Regions from separate parts of the Pan troglodytes genome. Here region 1 is linked to region 2. Evidence: chromatin contacts called from public HiChIP or PLAC-seq data. All regions are on one chromosome and are shown on one strand. The core of a region is the stretch at or near the end of the contact, and the rest is flanking DNA. Distances in the headings are between cores, read along the strand shown. Region 1 has its middle 150 kb from the start of CTAGE1. Region 2 has its middle 72 kb from the start of CTAGE1.

Evidence for each region. HiChIP or PLAC-seq counts read pairs in DNA pulled down with a chosen protein or histone mark.
Region 1: an H3K4me3 HiChIP or PLAC-seq map of stem cell-derived excitatory neurons shows a contact between it and region 2, with 16 times the contacts expected there. The contact joins two enhancer-like sites. A contact is called at or near these places in 1 of 7 Hi-C or Micro-C datasets (stem cell-derived neural progenitor cells) and 1 of 1 datasets of contacts at active chromatin or transcription factors (stem cell-derived excitatory neurons).

The regions. Positions count from the first base shown.
Region 1 is chr17:32,403,872-32,409,333 of NHGRI_mPanTro3-v2.0_pri, forward strand. No RefSeq gene overlaps it. Among named protein-coding and RNA genes, the nearest start is that of CTAGE1, 150 kb to the left of the region's middle. Within about 2 kb of position 2,605, at least 8 of the 24 cell types and tissues checked have an H3K27ac peak or open chromatin away from gene starts, as enhancers often do. A contact at or near this core is called in stem cell-derived excitatory neurons, where this site is marked.
Region 2 is chr17:32,183,632-32,188,839 of NHGRI_mPanTro3-v2.0_pri, forward strand. No RefSeq gene overlaps it. Among named protein-coding and RNA genes, the nearest start is that of CTAGE1, 72 kb to the right of the region's middle. Within about 2 kb of position 3,465, at least 2 of the 24 cell types and tissues checked have an H3K27ac peak or open chromatin away from gene starts, as enhancers often do. A contact at or near this core is called in stem cell-derived excitatory neurons, where this site is marked.

The DNA of each region.
Region 1 (5,462 bases), core at 1,355-3,854, 220 kb after region 2:
TTGCATAATTGGATTCACGCTTTAGAAAAGTTACTCTTGCTGAAGCACGAAGAATGAATTGAAGGGGGGCAAAGCAGAGGTAGAAAGACCAGTTACAACATCTAAGTGAAGGATAACAGTCGACAATGAGACACATCAATGGATTTGGGAGGTGTTTAGGAGTAGAATTTGTAAGACTTAGTGATTGCCTAAGGGGATGTGGTGAGGGGAACAATGAAGGAAGAAGAAGAACCTCCAATGACTGCCAGAGTTTGGCTGAGGCTTTCAAGGGAATGGCAACACCACCCAATGCGGGAACAGGAGAGGCACATGAGGGATGATACGCATCAATTCAGGTTTTGGTGCATTGGGTTAAAAATATCTTTGCAAGATCTTTACTAGGTAGCTGGAGAGATACCATTGAAGACCTGTCCTATGTATAAAATCTGGAGTAGCCAGCACAGACAGTAATGAAGCTGAAGGCATGTTGTGGGTGAAAGGGGTGTCTAATAAATAGGGACGGAAGGACACTTGAGTGTTTGAATACTCTGTTCATTTTTGGCAGCTTATTGCAAATTCATGTAACAATCCTTCCTAAGAGCAAGTTCTGGAGGAAGGAAGTATGAACCGCTGAGTTTAAGGATGGGGGGTGGGGGTGCAAAAATAATCAAAGTGGAGAAATAATTCTCAGAGTTACCTTCATTATTGAGTACTTACTATGTGCTAGGCCCTGTACCGAGTACTTAATATACATTGTTCTACTGTATTTCATTTAATTCTTACAACAAGCCTACATAAAGTAGATACTATTATCTCCACTTTATGTTAACAAGAGCTGAAGTTTGGAGATTCTATTACTCTCTATCCCTGTTGTTTAATCTGATAGCCGCTAGCTGCAAGTGGCTGTTAGGAATTTAAAATGTGCAACAAAGAAACTTAATTTTTTATTTAACTCCAAATTCTCATTTAATTCAAATTTTATTTTATTTCACATTAGTGTAAATTCACACTTAAGAACTAACACTGGATTCAGAACAATAACTGGATTCAGTTATTGAAAAATGCTTAAATATTTTTGGAACAATGTGAGTATGTGAATCAATTTTTTCAACTCTAAGTTTTATGAAATGTAACTACAGATCAAGTATTTCCAATGAAAAATTTGTGTCTGAATTGAGATGTGTTGTGAGTGTAATTTTTCGAAGATTTACTGTGAAAAAATATATGAAATATCTCATTTATAATTTTTATATTGATTACATATTGAAATAATGTTTTGAATATATCAGATTAAAACTATATTGTTAAAATTAATTTCACCTGTTTTACCTTTTCACTTTCTTTTATGTGACTACTGGACATTTTTCAATTCCCTAAGGGAATTGAGTTCCCCGGGGCTGACGGGAAGCACGGCCTGGGCAGCCCTTTCCCGGGGATGTCCCAGTGGAGACGGGCTCACACCGAGGTGTGCGCACGTGCGCGTCTGCGCGGTCCGCCGCGGGTGGACCGAATCTCACCCCGTGCCCACGACCGGCGGGCTTTCCTGTTTGCCTTTTTGAACTCTGTTTTCTTTGAGTCTTGGAGAGAGCCAGGGGCTGTGATGTCACTGTATAAACAGAGGGAAGGGTGGGGGCGAAAGTTGCATTGGAGCGAACCCGGCGGTGGAGGAGGGCTGGTGGGAGGATGGGGGTGGGGAGGGAGTTTTTTTTAAAGGTGGTTTGGTCTCGGGGGTGTAGGGGCAGCGGGGGACTCTGCAGAGTCCCGATAAAGAAACAGAATGGGACTGCCAGTCCCTAAGCTAGGGGCGGGGAGGGGGACGTGGCTGGAAGAGACAGGGGTTGGTGGGGGGAGGTTGGAAAAATATGGGACGCCTAGAGCTAATTCCTCTGATTAAAAATGCATTAGTTTGGAGGTGTCAGGGACACGCAGCTGTTTTCAAGGAAAGCCTGGCTCCAAGAGGTCCTCCCCGGCCGGGCCGCCTGGCGGCTCCATCCCGGGTGGGTGTCAGCGAGCGCGCAGCCCCCGACGCTTGTCCTCTCCCTGACAGGGCCCTGGCCAATGTCCTGCTGCTGCGGGTCGTGGTAATTTACATCCTCTCTGTGTACATTAACTTATCTGCAGCCGCGCTGGCTGCGCTCCTTCAGTCAGCCTGTCTCCTGCGCAGCCTGGGAGCCTTCCCCGACCCAGCGACCCACCGGGCGGCCGGGGGCGACTGGGGAACCCTGGGAATCACAACAACCGCCCGGTTCCGACCCGGCCCGGACGCCCGCGGGGGCGGGGGACTCTGTGGGGCCAGGCGTGGAGGGCCGGCGAGCCCGGCTCGGGCAGGGCAGAGGCGGGCGGCCGGGGGCTGGCGGCGAACACTTAGTGGCTAATTCATGACTCATGACTCATGCGCAGGCTCCTCTTCAGTGACAGCCGGGACAGTTCCTGGTTATTTGTAGCCCCCCGGCTTTCATTTCGCTGTAATTAAGCAGTCATTTGAGGGTCATTTCATCCCCGTTATAGGTTTCTCTGTTTTAATCATGCTTTGAGTTCCAGTGGGGGCAGCAGGGAGTGGAAGGGGAGGTTGGGAAGGAGGCGTGGAGGGCAAGAGGGTAATCGTCTCTGAGAACGCGTGCACTTTTCATAACTCTTCCCGTGACAGGCCCTGGTGCAGGCTCCGCAGACGCCGACGCCCGGCGCTCCGCTCCGGGGCGCGGGCCAGATCCTCTTCCCTGACACCCGCGGTCTTCCCTGAGAAGAGGTCTGGCCCTTTTTGAGTCAGATGTTGGATTTTCTGCTTTCCCCTCTGGCACCACACTAATCATTCTCTTTAATCGCTGTAGCTTTTTAATGAGGCCAAGTAGGTATTTATGGAGCCGTCTACTCTCTAAACGCTAATGCTTGATAAGTCATTTATAACTTATCGGTGGGCTTTGCATAGGCCAAACCCAGAAGAAAGGAAGTGAGAATAAAATAGAGGCTGGATTTTACGAGGAACCTTCAGCGTATCTTCAGGTCCTAGATGGTACCAAGCCCTTGTGGGAAATGTTCAATCCATCAGACATAAGAATAAGAAACGGCCACAGCCTGTCCGAATTTTGTGAAAATTCTCTGGCTGTCATTCTTGATTTTTTTTTTTTAATTCCCTCCACTTTCTCCTTTGGCTGGTTCATGTATTCTTTAGATATCATTTGAAGCTTCCATTCCAAGGCCAAGTCTAAGATGTTCTTTAAAGAAATCTCAAGCTATTGCATTTGGAGGGCACACAGATTGAAACTGAAAGGACTGGAAAGAAATAAAGGACAGAAACCAGATTTTCTGTCATTGCAAAGAGTAGGTGCCACAGGCTCCAAATCTCAGTAGATATTAAAGTTAAAGCAGGAGTCTGCGGTAACAGTAGGAGGGTGGTTGCTTTCAAAAGAGAAGGGAAGAGAGAAAACCTGTCCAAGAAAGGGCAGGAGAAAGAGTGAGAGAGAAACAACACAGACTAGAAAAACAAAATGAATGAATCAATCAACATATGAGTATTTAATGTGCATTAAGGAAACTTCAAAAATGTTTTCAGCCATAAAATGGAATAAAATACTGATACATGCTATAACCATGGATGAGCCTTGAAAACTTTAAACTAGGTGAGAGAAGCCACTTATAAAAGACCACATATTCTATAATTCCATTTAGATGAAATGTCCAGAACAGGCAACTCTATAGAGACGGGAAGTAGATTAGCTGTTACCTTGAACTGGGGGTGGGGGTAGGAGTAAGGGGACTGGGGGGAGCGACTGCTAGAATTAATTGTGATGGTGATTGTACAACTCTGAATATGCTAATAACCACAGACTTACATGCTTTAAGTGGGTGAATTATATAGTATGTGAATTATATCTCAATAAATCTGTTACTGAAAACAGTTTCCATTAAGTTAAATAGAAGCAGGTCCCAAAACAGCACCACTAAAAAATTCTCTTGCTAAGTGCACTGCTCCTTCCTATATGACAATGTAAACAGCAGATACTGTTCCTAGGACGGGGTCTGGTTTTTCACTTGGTCCCCAGTGCCTAGAACAATGCTGCTTATGGAAGGTACACAACAAATATTTGCTGGAAGAGAACTTGCAAATAACCAGATGGCCAAATTCAGACTTATACCACGCTCACCCTGCCATCTCTTCGCTGCACCCTCTAGCTTTCCAATATTATCATTTTATATATATAAAATATACAAATATATATTATATATACAAATGTATAATATATTATTATATATAGTATCATTATTATTATTAATACAGCTAGTACTAATAACTAACAAACAACATTTTGTTTATATATTTTGTGCCAGGCACTGTACATATATTTGCTTCTAATCCTTATAAAACCCAGCAATGTAAACCCACTGAACCCAGGTCTGTCTGGCTCCCAAAGTTTTAGTCTATTATAAACACCGCCTGCTAAAAACACTAAACACAAAGGCAAGGAGAAACATCAACGAACATGCAAAAGAGAACCAGCCAAAGTCACCGACAGAGGAAACCAAAGAAAATCTGGTTTCTCTGTTTATTTTAGTTTTAATTTTTATTTTTTTGAGACAGAGTCTCGCTGTTACCCAGGCTGGAGTGCAGTGGTGTGATCATGATTTCTATGTTTAAGCTGAAAGAAGTATCAAGAAGCATCACTCAAACACATCACTCAAAGAACGATGGCTTGTCTTATTTAAAATTATATCACTCATAGAACTATGGCTTGTCTTATTTAAAATTAGGATAATTTTATACTAACCATGGATTATATATGCAACAGCTACGGAGGACTTACTATGTACATAGCTCACAGGAGCTTATGTTCGAGCCTGTTATAAAAGCTACTGTCTCTTAAAAAAAAACAAAAATGAGTACTCAGTATATTTGTCTAAGTAGTGAACAAAAGGTTTAACCGTACAGTAATGGAAACATTCTGGTTTCCCAAAACCTCTTCCTAAAGCTGAAACATTTTTGTGGAAAGTTAAGGAAAAGACCCAGAACTCTATGAAGGGCTGCCTAAATGACTACCCACAAAAGTAGCTGGGGAGAAATACAAATTAGAATACATCGAAACTATTCGAAAGCTACTGTGGTGTGTGCTTGGGCTTGAGCCTGCTGCCTAGGTGTTCATTAAGTGTTCATAATATTTCTTATGTCCATAATCCAAGATTCCAGACCCACATCCCAACCAAGACTCAGACCCGCCATCTTATCTCATGCATATTAGTTGGTATATATTGATACTACTTGTAATAATTATCCTAGAAAGACACAAAAACCTTCTAATAAAAGGTTCTATATTCCTCTATCTACTTTGCTATCAGAATTTTGCTCTAAGATTTATAATGAATAGCCCCCATTTTCAAGTTGGAAAAACCAAGTACCCCCTGAAAGTACTTACTGAAACTGTCCCAAAGATCCATAATAGTAATAGGAAAAAATCTCAGCATGTCCTTCTCCCAACTGTTAGAGATACTCA
Region 2 (5,208 bases), core at 2,215-4,714:
CGCTGCTGTTCTTGGGGTAAGCTGACATTGCTGCCCTTCACTCTGGCTTTTTAGAGTCAGTTCTGCCCCCATAATGATAAGTCTTTCCCTCCCGGGGCCCCTGATGTTTGTTCTCCCCCATGGCCACCTGTTAGGTCTTGCCTGCGTGTGGTTTTCTTCCTCCCAGCATGCAGTGAGGCCACAGGATGACAAACACAAGCACCAGGGTTTGAATTCATGGGGTTGGTGGCGGGCCTCTTCTTGAGTGTGAAAAATTAAACATCTTTTTTTTCATTAGAGATCCCCCATGAGGGGGATTATACAGCACTTGCTGTGCTTTCCTTCCTTAGCACCACTGTCTCCACTCAAATCAGCTGTGGCCCCAAATGCTCTGGACCTCACGGTTGATACAATACAGATACAGCCCTCAGTCCCTTTCCACATCCGAAACCCATGAAGCCTTGAACACTGCAAGGTTTTTGTTGTTGTTGTTTGTTTTTGTTCTTTTTTTTTTTTTAATAACACATTTGGTGCCCAAACCTGAACTCCCATGAAGCTATTATAACCTTCATTTGCCCACTTAAAGAGCCAAACATGTTGCTGCAGAATTATTAATATGTTTGTTTACAGGATGACACCTAAGACTCCTAGACCCTACTGGGGAGTTAGATAAAACAAGGTATGCACTGATCTATTGTTCTAAAATTGGAAAGAGTCTGAATTCCAAACACACTTGGACCCTTGCATTTCAGAAAGTGACCATGCACCCATAACAATGGCTAGTCTTCATGGCGCACACTCATGTTTTAGGCCATTTAATCCCCACATAGCCCTATGGGAAGGTTCCTTTAGCTTTTCCATTTGACAGTGGGTGACACACAGAAAGATAAAGAAACCAAGACAGGCTGCACATTTAACAAGCACAGAGTCAGGACCGGACCAGGCAGCCTGGCATCAGAAACTTTTCTCTTGAGACTCCTTTGCACTGCCTGTGTTTTCTGTTTCACTCCTACTGAGATATTAATCACCTACCGAAACTCAAAATACCGCGGGAAACAGCATTCTGTGGTGGTTAAGAATATGGACTATGGATATAGAATGCCTGAGTTTACATCTCAGCTCCATCACTTAGCAGCTGTGTCACTTTGGGCATGTTACTTAACTTCTCAGTGCTTCATCTGTAACATAAGGATGATAATAATACTTCTTAGGGTTGCTTGAGGATGAGTTAATATATGTAAGGTAACCCGGCACATATCTGTGTTAACTATTATTATTATTATTTCATCTCACCTATCCGCAGCTGAACTAGCACCAACGAATCTCATTATATGTGAACTGGATTAGGTTAAGCTCTGGGGTCAGATCCTGATCTCTTTATCTAGTGGTTGACAGTGTCACTCACTGTTGACAGGACAGCCTCTCACAGGGGTTATTGTCATCTCACGCAGTAGTGTTTCCTGTGGGTACAGAGAGTGGCTGCATGCATAAACCAAGGGCTTCTCAACTTTCCAACATATTAATAATAAAATGAAAAGACAGAAAATCACACTTATTGACCAATTCCAAAGGAAATTCATTTTACTTTACCAAATTGTTACCAAAATATTTGCTTATTTCAACTCTGGAAAAATACCTTTGGGAGGGTGAAAGGGTTGAACTTTCACTTTTTATGCTTCAAATAACTTCTAAACACAAGCCTGTTTGGTGAAAAGGGAAAAAACCTGTGAATGTCTCACTTTGCAAAAGAACAACAGGAAACTCTGGTTGGCAAGGTTTTACATGCACTTCAGAGAGTTTAAGGTCAAGGTGCAGAAGGGCTAGTGAGGAACTGGAGCTGAGGCTGAGCTTGTGGCTCAAGGGGTGGGTGCTAGATTTCTGCCTGCTTAGGAGGGGCTGTGCCTCTCCCTTCTCCCTTGGCCAGCTGGTCACAGGAACTTCTTTTTCTGGAGCCTTGTAGAAGATTCATCGTGGTCCCAGCACTTACACATCTGAGCCAGCTCAGGCTGGATGGAAAGTTTTGAGGGCCACCTATTCCTAAATATTCAGGAGGAGAAAAAAAATCCCTTGCAAATGACAGGAAAAAGCCATCCTTTCTCAATACATAGACGTGATATTATGATTCCTGGAAACCACAACAAAAAACAGAACAACATTCACTCTGTCTCAAAAATTCAAATAGGCACAAGGCAATGACATATGGTAGTTTTTGTTTCTCACAGAACTGAGATCTGCAGTTCTCAAGGACTTTCTGGATGGTGACTACAGCCAGGGGCAATGAGGTCAGCGTGGCTGGGGCTTTCCGGTCACTGGTGGGCAGAGGAGCACAGGGAGCATGTACTGGGGTTGGATCTATGGGCTGGGAGCCAGCAGGCCTGCACTCAAATGCAGTTCTACCACTTTCTACTTGTGGGGTTTGCTGATAAGGCCTCTCTGCCTCAGTTCCTCAGCTGCAAAGTAGGGAGAATAATAGTATTTGGCTCCCAGGGTTGCTGTGAGCGTTAAATGAATGAAGACATGGCAAGGTGTTCAATACCTTGCACGGGTCAGCTATTTAGTTAGTGTTATTTATTATTGTTGTGCTCTGATCCTAGTTGTGCAATCAGGGGAATGCCATTAACCTCTTTTTGTCCTTGTTTCTTCCTTATAAAATGGAATAAAAATACTTCTTTTGGGGCTGTTGTAAAGTTTAAATGCAATAGTGTACAAATTGGCATTTATTGAGTTGGGTTCAATAAGTGGTAGCCTTCCCGGGAAGGATCGTTTGGGAGTCTTCTACACCTTAGATTCCCCATGAGATCTTTTCAAAGGCAAATCTGATAACACATCTTTTCTTCCTGGAGAAGCCAAGGTTTGATCCTTGCTCAGAGCAGCTTGAAGCAGCAGTGAGTGAGTAAAGCTGGCAACCCTCCAGCTGAGAGAGGAAACCTGAACAAAACCATGGAAGGAAGTATCTAGAAGGCTTTATGCAGTGCTAGGCACACTTCTAAGGATGTGATAACTTAGTTCAACCTCACACACTCTTACAAGCTGGAACTACTATCATTTCCATTTTGCAGGTGATGAAACTGGATTCAAACCCAAGTCATCTGGCCCTGGAGTCTGTGTCCTGGGCATAACACACTGCCCTGGCATAGGAAACTTCCGAGGAGATAGGAGGCTGAGATCATGGTGGGGAAGTGAGCAGAAAGGCTGGTGGGAGTGCTGTGAACACCAGGCCAACCTTCAATTTAAAACAATTCCTTCAAGGAAACACAGCTCCAATTATTCCTTGTCAGCAGAGCAGCTGCACACAGTCCCTTGTCCTGTATGTCCTCATAATCATCCTTTTCCACTTCCTCTCTCCCCTCCCCCTGGCCGACTTATTGATACCGACGTGGACAAATGAGGTCAGAAAACTTCAGTGACCGCACACAGTGTCCTTCTCTATGGGTCACTCGCTCACAAGGTCAGCACAACAAACCCTCCTGCTGCAAGGATTGTCCCTGGGAAGCTGGGGGAGGAGCCTGCGTGCTTCCGTGTCTCCCTTGACTCCTGCCTGTCCGAGGCCAGAATGGGACTGCGCTGATTAGAGAGGGAGCAATTCTGGAGGGCAGGAGTGAGGTGGAGGAGATGACCCTGAGCTAGGCAGAAGATCACCTAGGAGGCTGTTCACTGAAATGAGCTTTTGCACTTGGAACATTACATAATCAGAGAACACCTTGTTACCTTGTTTTGGGAATAATTAAGAGTTCAAATCAATCACCTTTCCACTCATTATTTTTAAAACGACAGATGTCAGAAATCTAATCCTTGTTTTTACTGTTTTGGGGGATGCGGGGAAGCGAGATTAGCCAGCCTCTGAATCACCCACCCACATGTGGTACATTCCTTGGGGTAATTAGAAGACTGTATGTTCCTCTTTCCAGAGATACTTGAAGAATCATACTGTAAATTTGTGTAACATTTTATAAATTATTTTGCGTACATTTTTAGGAGATGAGAAATCATTTTGTTTCAGATTAAAAACTCTCTCAAAATAAAATCTAAATATCTCTTCCTGGACATAGCTTTTTTCAGACTGCAACTGCAGAATGGGGCTTTTTTCTATCTCTCTTTATTTAAAGATCACATAAATTTTAAGAAAAGAAAGCCACTGGTTTTAGGAGGCTAAGAGCAAAGATTTAGAAAGAAGAAAGAATACGCCTTTGGAAGATCTGCATACTTTGGAAATGAAGAGAGTTTTATTTCTTAGAGACAGGAGGAAGATTTATAGATTTATGTTTCCTCCATAAGACAAATGACCAAAGCGCACGTTGTTGGTTTTTTTCAGCACTAAATCTAATCAATAACCGTTGTTACGAAAGAAACAAATAATCGCTAAAGTTTAGTAAAGGTATAAAATTCACTAGGTTCTAGTGTTCCGGGTTATTTGAAACTTGTGTGTGTGTCTCTCTCTCTAGAGCTGTGCTTTAGCTAATTCCTGTTAAATAGTTATGGAGTATTTTTTCTTTTTGCTACGAGCCTTGCAACATATGAGACAAATCAGACAAGTTTAGAATCACAGAATGTTAGGGCTGGAGAGGACCTGGCGCTAGCCGCGTGCCCAGAGTTTACAGTTGAGACTTTGAGGCCCCCAGAGCTGCTGAGACTTGCCCAGTGTCACCTAGCTGCTGAGGCCCGGGGACCTCGTTGTCGCATCCGACCTGGGGCGTGCGCAGCTCTAATTCTCCGCTCTGAATGCTGGCCCTGGAGTTGCCCCTGCTCTTTCACAGCTCAATACTTGGGGACCAAACTCTCTCTCCTTCTGCTCCCCTCACCCCCATCAAGCGCCGTACCCACCTCCCTCGCTATCAAACAAAAGCTCCAGGCATTGGAAACGTTTCCCCGCCGGGAGCGCCAGGGTCCGGCCGCGCTGCGGGGTCGGTCTGCGCGCGCGGCGGGGTGGTGGGCGCGTCTGGCCGCCCGGGTCTTCAGGCGCGCAGCGACGCCGGCCCGGGCCGCCGGTCTCAGCGCCCGGCTCCGGCTGGGCGGCCCCGGCCGCGCCGAGCCAGGCTCGCGGGGGTCAAGTCCAGGTTGCGGCGCAGGAAGGCGGCGGGGGAGGGGCGGGCCGGCCGCGCCCTCACCCCCTCTTCTCCGCGCCCAGTGCGGAATGTTGGGCCGGTTCCCTCGGTGTGGTATGTCTGTATAAACATCGTTAGCCTCCGGGCCGACACGTGGTGCATTTTTAATTTCGCCTTACAAATTGCG